Regions from separate parts of the Rattus norvegicus genome. Here region 1 is linked to region 2. The links are chromatin contacts, called in public Hi-C maps. All regions are on one chromosome and are shown on one strand. The core of a region is the stretch at or near the end of the contact, and the rest is flanking DNA. Distances in the headings are between cores, read along the strand shown.

The links. Hi-C and Micro-C count contacts between places; a contact is called where the count stands out from the background.
Region 1: a contact with region 2 is called in a Hi-C map of frontal cortex, with 1.7 times the contacts expected there. The contact joins the enhancer-like site here to the promoter of Sgip1 in region 2. A contact is called at or near these places in 2 of 12 Hi-C or Micro-C datasets (Schwann cells and frontal cortex).

Annotation. Positions count from the first base shown.
Region 1 is chr5:122,916,286-122,921,785 of GRCr8, forward strand. Sgip1 (SH3GL interacting endocytic adaptor 1) reads left to right here. Exons shown (of 26, transcript NM_001376936.1): 17 at 2,804-2,931; 18 at 4,136-4,262. It overlaps LOC134486957 (a long non-coding RNA gene), which reads right to left and starts at 98. Exons shown (of 6, transcript XR_010066561.1): 1 at 1-98. Within about 2 kb of position 2,861, at least 1 of the 93 cell types and tissues checked has an H3K27ac peak or open chromatin away from gene starts, as enhancers often do.
Region 2 is chr5:122,763,973-122,769,487 of GRCr8, forward strand. Sgip1 (SH3GL interacting endocytic adaptor 1) reads left to right here and starts at 2,881. Exons shown (of 26, transcript NM_001376936.1): 1 at 2,881-3,258. The coding sequence starts at 3,249.

The DNA.
Region 1 (5,500 bases), core at 1,611-4,110, 150 kb after region 2:
GTCCTACACAAACCTTATGAGCAGCAGAGCTTGGATCTGCTGAAGATCTATTGGGGTCCATGACTCTGCCTCTACCTGTTGCCATCAGCTGCCTCCACATCCCCCAACCCCATCCAAACAGACACATAGGAAGAGACACAACTCATACATGTGTGGTCTTCAGCAACTGATAAAACTACAGGTTAAGAGCAGCCAATGGGCCAGAAGCATGTGAAGGTTGCCAACATCCGTAGCACAACTTATGTCTTAAACAGTGGATTGCCCAGTGTGTGTCACAATCTCCCTGAGAGTAAAGCCTAATTAAGAGTAAAATAAAAGAATGGTTGAAATCAGAGAGGATGGAGATTTATAAATAGGAACCGCAGCCGTAGCACCTGAAACCAGTGAGCAGTGTCACAGGTTCAGTTATCAGATCCTCATCAGGACCTACACATACCCTGCTAAGTCTTGTAGGTCTGGTCAGCAGAGATTAGCTTCTGTGCATTCCTGTACTATCTAGCTGCATAATCTCAATCGTTTCTTTACTAAGAATAATGTGACTTAAGTAAGGAGTCTATAAAGGAAAAGGAAAGCAATCAACTTTTCAACCAATAACATTTTTCTTTTACTTTTGGTTATACCTGCATCAAAAGACAGTCTTTGCCATCATGTGCAGGATCAATTGCCTTGTGTTAGCATCTTAGAGTTTAGCAAACTCAGAAGCACTTTCAGTTTGAGATGTTATAAGTACCTTGCAAGATAGAATATTTATAACTCTTTGAGACACAATACTGAGTCTCAGAGAGGTAAAGATCCCACTCATAGCTGAGAAAAGGGTATCAAGGGCCAGAACTCAGCCTTTTCACCCAGTCATATTTCCCTGGTGACAGTCCTCAGTCCAAGCATTACTGAAAGGGGGTCTTGAATTTCTCTTCTGAAGCTTATGTTTGCCTGAGTTTAATTCAGACTATAGACACATGAACAAACATTTTGGAACACTCCTATAACAAAAGATCGTCCTAAGGCTAGATGAAACACCCATCCCCCAAAAAACTTCCATGAAAACTTCCTGCAAAGCTCTACTGTTTAAGATGTCTCTCTCTATGCTGTCAGTTCTATCCTCTAAGAATATGTTAGGCATAACATCTACTTAGTATGAAAGAGAAACTTTGTAAGTGGGCCTGTCAAACACGCTTCATTTTTAAAGAGAATATTTACCAAATACTAAGAACATTTAGATTAAAATGTGTGCAAGATGTCAAGGTGCGGGAGGGGAGCAGATTGTAGCAGTCCACAGTCTATCTGAGCACCATTTGTGCCTTATGATCATGGACACGTCACTAAAAGAACTTCAGTCTTCACTGGGATGCTAAGAGGGCCTATTCTCAAAGCTGGCATGAGGATAATGCCACATATGTAACACACTAGCACAGTTCCTGGCCAAATGAAGCAAGAGTAACAGTAGAATGAAGGTATATAGTTGGTGGTGGTAAGGAAGGACAGTAACTGTGTCTCCACACTTAGGAGATTTAAGCACCACAGAGACAAGGCTCAAGAGTCCACTCTTTAAACAAGAGAAGCAAGACTTGCCCCCAGAGGCTCTCTTGAGATGAAAAATGATTCTGAGATGGATTTTGCTTCTCAGATTCAAAGTTCTTTGAGAATCTCAAGACCTTGACTGAGGTGCTGGTCTAGGACTCGGGTGGTTTTGGTTTTATGTTTTGCTGTGTAAAGGGAGGGTGGAGAAGGTTGGAGGATATAGAGGTGGGGATGGATGGCTGTGGAGGCAGCTGGTAAGATAGGGGTTATGGAAGTGGTGGTGTGCAGAGGCAACTAGGAGAATGAAGACTGTGGGAGCTGGGGGTGGAGGTGGGAGTGTGGAGGGAGCTGGGGGAGAAGTGTAGAGGCAGAGGAGTGTTTTTCTAAAGCAAGATTTCCTGGAATTTCCTTGGCATGATTTTACAAGCTGCTGCTTCTAACCAAGTGACAGTTCTGAACGGGAACTGTCTGAACATTGATTTCACCTCCAGGTTTGGAACCAGGTAGTTCTCCATGCATCCCAGACTTATGACCGAAGCCAGACAGGTCCCTGAGCACCAAGCTCGGTGTGCATGCCAGCCTCTGTGTGTCACCTGTGTTTCCTGTGCTTGCCATGGACAACCAGAAACGTAAATCCAAGAGACTTCTCCAAAACCACCAGACACAATCAGTAACGACCCCTACTTTAACAGGCTCCTAAGGCCATTCCTTCCAAAGCACTTGCTGTGTTTCCATTATAAAGATTCAACACACAAAGGACGCATGTCCTTTATTCACAACACATATGAAGTGAGCACTCAGGTTTGACATACCCTCGACAGCATAATTCTCTTACCTGTGTTTAAAAAAGGAAAAATCTAATGTGGAGAAAGCATTCCCCTTCCTTTGAGTTTAAACTTCCAATTTCAACATGGGCATAAATTCTGACTGTACATCAAAAACAAGAAAATGTATCATAAGTCCTGTGTGTACATGATCAAAACGAAGCCCCTCTCCTGACCAGCCAAGAGTCCCCCCCACGTTCACCTTCCATCAAGGATTTACCTTTCACTGGGTGTCACATGACAACACAGTACCAAGCTTCAGCTTCTGCCATCAGCCATAGTTCGACTGAGGAACTTTTTTCTTTACTGAAAGAAAAAGAGATGTGTTGTGCAAAAGGTTTAGCATAGTAAGTGCAAAGAAGAAGGGAAAAATTTGCATCCGTGCCAGACGTTGCCCTGTGTGCTTCCACATTCTGGCTGCCTGTGTTTTCTGCTGCTTCTAACGCCCGTCTGTTTTCCAGGTGCATCTTCTCCTGCTCGGCCAGCCACCCCCTTAGTCCCTTGCAGCAGCACCACTCCGCCTCCACCTCCTCCCCGGCCTCCATCCCGGCCAAAGCTACCTCCGGGAAAGCCTGGAGTTGGAGATGTGGTATGTTCCTCCCTGCCCTAACTTGCTCAGAATGAGATCCCTAAGTCCCTTAACACGAGCCATCTCAACCTTAGGTCTAAGTATTACAGCACGCACACAAATGCCCATCGCAAGGGCCAGTTGGAAAGGAGTTGCTGCTGTGCGAGAAGGCCTTTCCCACCCTCCTCAGATTTCTCCCAGCTTTCAAGTCAGGCTTTAAAATGGTAGAAATTGGGTGCTTGGGCCGTCAGCTCTGAGGCAGCAGCCAGAGGCAAACGCAGATAGTCTTGTGAATCTTCAGCGAAAAAGAGGTAATTCTTTTTACAATAATTGGCTTAGTTGCTAGAAAACTGAGAAAGAGAAAATGATTCCTGGGCTGGAGAGATGGCTCAGTAGTTAAGAGCACTGACTCCTCTTCTAGAAGTCCTGATTTCAAATTCCAGCACCCCCCAGGATGGCTCACAACCATCTGTAATGGCATCTGATTCTCTCTTCTGGTGTATGAAAAGGCCCAGCATTCATATATATTAAATATATAAGTAAATATTAAAAAGCGATTCTGCTTTCTGACTCCAGAAGCCAGATAAATAAGCAGCAGAGATTTGGCGACATAAATGTAGAGTGGTACCCAGTAGATGCGCTACAGATGCTTTCTTCAATTTTATCCAAAGATTGAGGTGTGGGAATGGTCTTCTCAGTGGTTCAGTGAAGAAGCTTGTGGCATAAATCTCATTGACCTCTGTGCAATTGTCACAGAATGACTAGGATCATAACCTTCAGATGCTGTCTTGAATTTAGGTGCACCAATTTAGGTCCTGGGCACCTATAGTCAGCGTGTGTGAGGTAGAGTGCTTACTGAGCTTGCAGGTTGGGGATTAGGGCTCCTTCCCCTAGATCCAGCATACTGGCTTTGTATAAATATAGTCCCACCCAGTGAAGACGGTGTCCCGGCTTTCAAGAACCTGGATTTTCATATTGAGAGCCAATAAAGATACAGGAACCAGGTTTGGCAGGATGGCTCAGTGATGTTTGCACTGGCTGCCAAGACCTGATTTCAATCTCTGTGTCCCACCTGGGAAAAAATTGTCATTTGGCCCTCATGTGCACTCCAGGACAGGCATACACACATGAACACAAGATAAAGTGCAATGAACATTGTAAAATACTGAACCAAGATATTATGGCTGTCTGTGTCTAACTTTCCTCTCTTTTCTTCTTCCCACAGTCCAGACCTTTTAGCCCACCCATACACTCCTCCAGCCCTCCTCCGATAGCACCCTTAGCCCGGGCTGAAAGCACTTCTTCAATATCGTCAACTAACTCATTGAGCGCAGCCACCACTCCCACAGTTGGTAAAACGATCTCTCTCTTTTTGTGTGTCTGTGGCTGTTGACTGGCTGTCCTTTATGATCTGTTTCTAGTCCTAAGTGTTTGGCTGTGTGTTTGCTACTGCCACCTGGTTCTTCTCTCGAAAGCACTTTCTCAGCTAAGGACACCAGCGCTTTAGCCATACAAATTAACAGTCTACAGAATGTGAGATTGCATGTGTTTTGTAGGAGTTTTCTATGTGATCCCACGCAGATCATCCACTCACAGCACAAGTCACCAAGGAAGGTGCTAATATTGGGATATTCCTTGTAACGAGAAGTATTCTCCTTTGAGAGAAAATGTTTAGATCGGACATAATATATATTTTTTTTAGTCTTGGAGAGTTCACTCTCTTGAACCTTTCGATTCTTCATCAGTTTTGGTTATCTAAGGTAGACATTGGCATTGGGATACTTGAGAAAGTTTTTCACATGGCTTTGCAGTGATAAGTGGTCAGTTTCCCCAGGGGCGGGAAGAACTATCATTTTCAGCAAATGCCTCTGTACCTCTCGGTGTGCACTGTGTTGAAAGTGAAGGGGTTGAGAGGGCGACTCAGAGGGAGGCTCCCCACCATCACCACCTGCCATCTTCCCCTGCTGCCTCTCTTCTTCACTGCATGCTGTCTGACCTTGGGCTTCCCCTTCCCACACCCTGTGTGACCTTACTCCCTCCCCCATTCTCTGACCTGCTCTCCAGTTCTTCCAAGCTGTAAACCAGCTGGCCCATTCTGCACTGCTTGAGGGAACCATTCACTCAGCTCAGTGACTTCCTGCTGCTACTTACGGAAGAACACATCACAGAGTCACCCATTTGAGAAGTAGCTGGATAAAGCCAGAAGCTCTCCTAGAGAATAACTGCCCATTTCCCCCCAGAAAAACAAATAAAGGCGTGCCACTAAGAACCTCAAAGGGAATTTCGGCTCTATCATATATTCTATACGTTAAGCCAGACTGCCCCCCCCCGCACCACCCCTAGCACAAACCTTCAAGTTTGGGTTAAATTAATAAATTGAAAATATAACCACTTTCCCAATTTCATGTGAATTTTTTTCCTTTTAGTTTTTCAAGACAGTCATACGTATCCCAGCTCACGTAACTTAACAGATTTTTTAGGATTTCTTATATACCTATATCTGTTCCTTTTCTATATCGATTAGGACAATTTGAGAGTTCCTGATTTTTTAACGTATATTAATAGTATTAGCTCGTTTCTGTGATTCTTT
Region 2 (5,515 bases), core at 1,631-4,130:
TGTGCAGGAGTTCTTTTCTCTGCTCTCCTTCAGAATCTGTCATGTTAATAGACAATTTAAACCGGTTTTGTATTTACCAGGTAATTGGTGGCACTGAGCATTTTTTGCATACTTCCTGGCTGTTGATCGATCTTTCTGTCTAGCTATTAGGCTTGTTGCGATCCTAAAACCAAACCGGTGTGAGCAGGCAGTAAATCTGAGAGGCTCTGCTCTGTTCCAGTAGAGCCAGGGCTGGGAGCAGAGGCAGCAAACTCTCCCTGTTATCTGCAGCCATGGTCCATCTCCTGCATTTCCTGCTCCCATTTACCTGCGGACTTCACCTGACCAAGTTCCTTATCTATTTTATAACATCCACCCTAAGTTCATCCCATTTTTTCCCCTGAAGTAGCCTAAAATTTCATCAGCCTTGGATTTTCCCAATTAATCTTGCTTGGCTCCACTTTCTCTTCGGCAGCTTTTCCGGCATCTCCACAAGCTGGCCCTCTCCCTCACCTTAACTTTCACCGCTGTACTCAGTGGGCGTGGCTCTCTGCGCATTCAGGTCTCTGGCTGCAACCTGTGCTAGCCCTACTGTGTCAGGGATACTAATTCTGCAAAGCTAATATGGAGGACTTAACAACGCTGTAGACACAGCACGAAGTACTGCGGCTTTTCTGACAGAGAATCAGAACACTTCTGGGTATATAATAAGACATTACCACGGATTTGCTTTCTTACTATTTATACTTGTGGTTCTCAACCTTCCTAGTACTGTGACCCTTTAATATAGTTAGTTCCTCATGTTGTGGGAACCCCCCAACCATAAAATTATTTTTGTTGGTGCCTCATAATTGTATTTTTGCAACTGTTACAAATCCCAATGCAAATGTCTGTGTTTTCCGATGGTCTTCGGCAACCCCTGTCATTTGACCTACAAAAGGGTCATTACCCTCAAGGTTGAGGACCACTGGCTTATTGCAGACATAGTATTGTTCTAATCTCTATTTTATAGATAAGAAACGAAAGCCCAGAGTTGTGTGATGGGACTATGATCTCAGACCTCAATGATGAAGAGAGAGGATTCCATAGCTTTCTGTTTGACAACAGTATCCATCCATGTTGTTAATCTTCATTAAAATAATTTGCTAGTCACATACATATGTTCTTTACGTGATAACTCACTGCAGTTTTTAGAGCAGATCAACTTGTTCTTAAGACAAGTGTTACTTTGTAATCTCTTCCTTTTAAAACTCTACTGCCTGGTGGACATAGGGGAAAAGCCACAAGCAAGTATATCTCTCAAGAGACTTTAATTTTTAAATGCAGAAGCCATAGAAAGATGAATCCTTGAGGGAAAACAATGAGATTTTTTTTAATTAAAAAAAATCTTGTAAGTTGCTAAGGAACTGGGTGGCTTTTTGATTTTGACTAATTCATATCTTGGCTTGACCTCTTTAGCTGTGTTCTTTAGTTTTTCACAGCCACCAGTATCTCATATTCTCTCTACAGGAAAAAGCCAGACTATGTGGAGATCTGGGTAATATTAAGTGAAGGTGTAATAAATGATCATCACTATTGTTAGAGATTCTGACCTGATCTTCAATAAGAGGATTCTCATAGTCCTGACTCTGCCACTCTTCCTTAGTTTAAAGATACCATCTACTCCCTACACTCTCCTGGGCCTTCCTTACTTGTTTCAATGTATTTCTTTTTGCTTGGCTATTTGGCCTGGTTAAACTCAGGATCGCAGGACACCTGGTCTGGGAGTCCCTCCCATTGAAGGACTTTTAGGGCTCTTGAGAACACTCAGGTGACAGACCCTCTGCTTCACCAGACCTTGTGCCTGAACCTTTCTGGGCAGGCCATCCTAGCAAGTTACCCAGCCCCAGGCTCCTCCCATTCCTCCAGCGCAACCTGGAACAGTTGCCCTCCTCTGGATTTCCCCTGGGTGAAGGACTGGGCTCCTAGGCGACTGAAGGTAGCAGGAGGCACTCTTGCAAAACGTGCCATGTAGCAGGGGCTGCAGTTGGCAGCTGTAGCCGAGGCTGCAAGCAAGGCTCCCCACCTGGGGCGGGCATCGGCCTAGCTCGGCCCGAGGACGCGGTGACAGCGGGACCCCGGGGTCGCCGGTGCGGAGCGGAGAGCGTAGGAGGAGGCGACGGACGCGCACACGCCTGCAGCGGCCAACGCTTAGGCTCCTGCCATCAGCCCCCTCTCCCGCCTCTCGCCCCAGAAATGAGCTGGAGCATCGCCGGTTTGATTCCAGAGCCCGAATCGGGTGGGTTCTTTTGTTTCTTTGTTTTAATGACAGTTGCCAGCCCTTGGGCATGTCATGCGCAATTAATTTCCTGCTTCCTTTCAAGGCAGCTGGGGTGAATTTTTTTTTCCTGCATCATCCTTTGGGGGATGGTTGTTTATGATGTGACGTCAGCGAATTGATTTTTCTCTCGTGAATGAGAGGAAGAGACACACAAGGAGAGACACAGAGACCTAGACAGAGAGACAGGGAGGGGGGTGGAGGGGCAGAGAGACAGAAAGATAAAGAGAGCGCGAGCCAGCCACAGATGACAGATGTGCGCAGAGGCCAGGCGCTGACATTTGAAATTCCTTCAGGGGTTGAAATGGGAATGTAAAAGTGTGTTGCCAAGACCTGGAATTACTAAGAAGTGTTTTCTTAAAAAATAAATAAAAGAGAGGGAAACGAAAAGAATAATTCCCTGGGCAGCTCAGCCTCCTGGGCTTCTTTCTTGCTGGCATCCCCTGTCAGGGTTGCAGTTCAGATTATAGGACACCCGGGAGCTGCAATAGGCTTGCGAGGACCGCGAGGAGGGGCGGGGGAAGTGCGTCACCAGGTGGGGAAGGGGCTGTGTGTTTGGAGAGAAGCGGGAGGTGGTGGGGGTGGCGAGCAATGGGGACGGGAAATGGGTTCCGTGCGCTCTCCGGGGGTATTGTGTCAGGAGATGCAGGCTGGCTACCATGTGACGCGGTCCAGAGCTGAAGGGATTGGCCGAGGCAGCGCAGGCGGTGCAGCTCGCCGGCTTGCTGTTCCTCTGCCTTTCTCTCTCAGCATCTTCCTGGGAGCCTGTAGGTGAAGCAGCGCTAGCAGCATCCATGGCCTGTCTTTCGGGTTAACACTTGTCTCCTTTGGCTTGGCAGCAAGCAGAACAGACCTCAGCGGCAGCTTTGTGAGGACTTAGCCGGGACCTGGAAGCGTATCCTCCTGTGTTTTTTCTGACTTCTTGGAAATTAAGGAATGCAATTCTGCCACCATGATGGAAGGTAGGATTCCCTCTGCTGTGGTTGGCTGACTCCAGGCAAGATTTGGGTAGACCAGTATGCATGCAGCCTGTGGTGTCTGTGTCTAGAACCTGGCTGCCAGGATTTTTGCAAGCAGATACTGCAGCTTGCTTGCAACCCGGCCCAGGTTTAGACTAATGGAATCAAACCACAGGGTTTCTGTCTAGCTCAGAACCTCCACAGCTCCCAGCCCCTTTGAAAAGAGAAAAGCCTAAGTGTTTGCAGGAAGCCAAGACAGCTAAGAAGCTCTCAGACCAAACAAGTTGGGAGAGAAGATAAGGGGGTTTTGTGGTAGGTTTGTGAAAGCACGCCGGTTAAATCTTTGCAATGGAAAGTAATTTTCCGAAATTGATATTAGACAGAAGAGGTCATCGACAGAGTTATCCACGCTGGCGTTTTCAGTGAACTGCTTACATATCTTACAAGATATTCTGACCTCTGGGGTTTGCGTTATAATATTGGAGTGAGGGATGCAACAAATTTGATTCATAAACTGGAATTTTATGGGGGGCTGTCACTGCAGCAGAGTGAGCGATCTAAGAAAAATACCTGGGCCTCTTGACTCCTTCATCAAGATCAGACCAGTTCAGAGAGGAAATGGCTCTGAGTTAAGCATCAAATGATTGGTTACTGATTATCTTACTGCATTTAATACTAAGTGTGAGGAGGGACTTCCCCTGGGAGATGCTATTTAAACTACATATTATTCTACTAACTCGCCCTTTCCAGTCTAAGAGAGTGACAGCCAACATCACCTCAGAAAAAGCAACAAATTGGTCAGAGAAGAAGCAGGCAGCTCTACACTGGCTTTGATTTTCTGTTTTCACAGTACAGGATGGTATAAAACTCCTGGCCTTTCCTAAGATGACAGGCAGAAATTTTGTACCCAGGTTAGATTTTATAATGCAGAATCCAGTGCATAACAAGTCTCAGATTAGCCACAGAAATGGCAGAGGGACCACCTAACGCCAAGTTCTGTCCTATCAGTTACCAATGGTCTGTCCAATGGTCAGTTACTAGTGGACCTGAGAAATTTACCAAACTGAAATAAAGGAAGATGGCTTCAACAGCACCTACAGTGAAGCCTGTACTCAAGTGGCAGAAAGTCTCTCTCTCTTTCTGTCTCTCTCTCTCTCTCTCTCTCTCTCTCTCTCTCTCTCTCTCTCTCTCTCTCTCTCCATCTCCTCCCTTCCCCCTCCCTCTGTCATCATGTCAAATGTCATTAGTGTGACTCTAGGGAGAAAAGAATTCTGGGGTAGAAGCTCACACACAGATTTGGGGGAAATAGCTTTAAATGGAGGCAGTGTATCATTCTGTTTAAAGCCTGGTCTTGTATTCAGAGAGCTAAGTGAGATTGTTAAGATTCTATGACTAAATCAATTTTAGTTAATTCCAAATGAACTTAATCTTTCACTAGCAAGGCAAGACAAACAGAAAGAGTATAACTTGAGTACTTTTCAATTCAAAGCCCACATGATGTGTCCTCATCAGGAAAAAAAAAACGTGTCTATAGAAAGTGTACCGTTTTTAAAGCTAAATTTTACAAAGGATGTGTTGAAATACATCTGCTTATATTCTGATTCAATTCTAACCTTCCATGGGAAATTTGAGGACCTTTCCTTTCACTTCTGGGCTTGAAACTATCCTGTGAGTTCTTTGGAGGTGGTAGCATTTCCTGATGCTCATTAGTGGTCCCCCTGGTAATCAGGTCTGTTGTGCCATCCGGAACATCAGCTCGAAGCCCTGAGATAAGCTTATCTGAGCTGCAGAAACTGAAACGGGAACTCTAACAAAGACCGGTGTTGAGCTGAAGTAGCCCTGTGGCTAGCTTGCCCAATTTATCTAATGGAGGATGTTATCTTCACACCAGTAGAATCAGAGATGACAGTAGGGTTACAGCTGCTTCTAATGAACCTCTGCAGGAGCAACTAGACAGGCGTGCCCAGTGCTTTCCAATTCTGTGTGAAACTCATGAATGTTTTCTATTCGCAAGTCCCATTTAAATGGTCTCCTATTAATTTGTTCAGTGACCTTGGAAAAACAGGTAGGACCCTTAACCAGAAACCTATTTCCCAGTCAGTGGCTCTCCAACTATATTGCCAGTCTTTTTACCAATGCCTGTGTCTATTTCTGATAGTGCAGCCCAGAATTCTCTGTTCTAAATTTCTTTTACTCCGAAGATGTGTTATAGCAGTCGTGTCCACTGACTCTCTAGAATTCCTCTATAGAGTTCACCTCT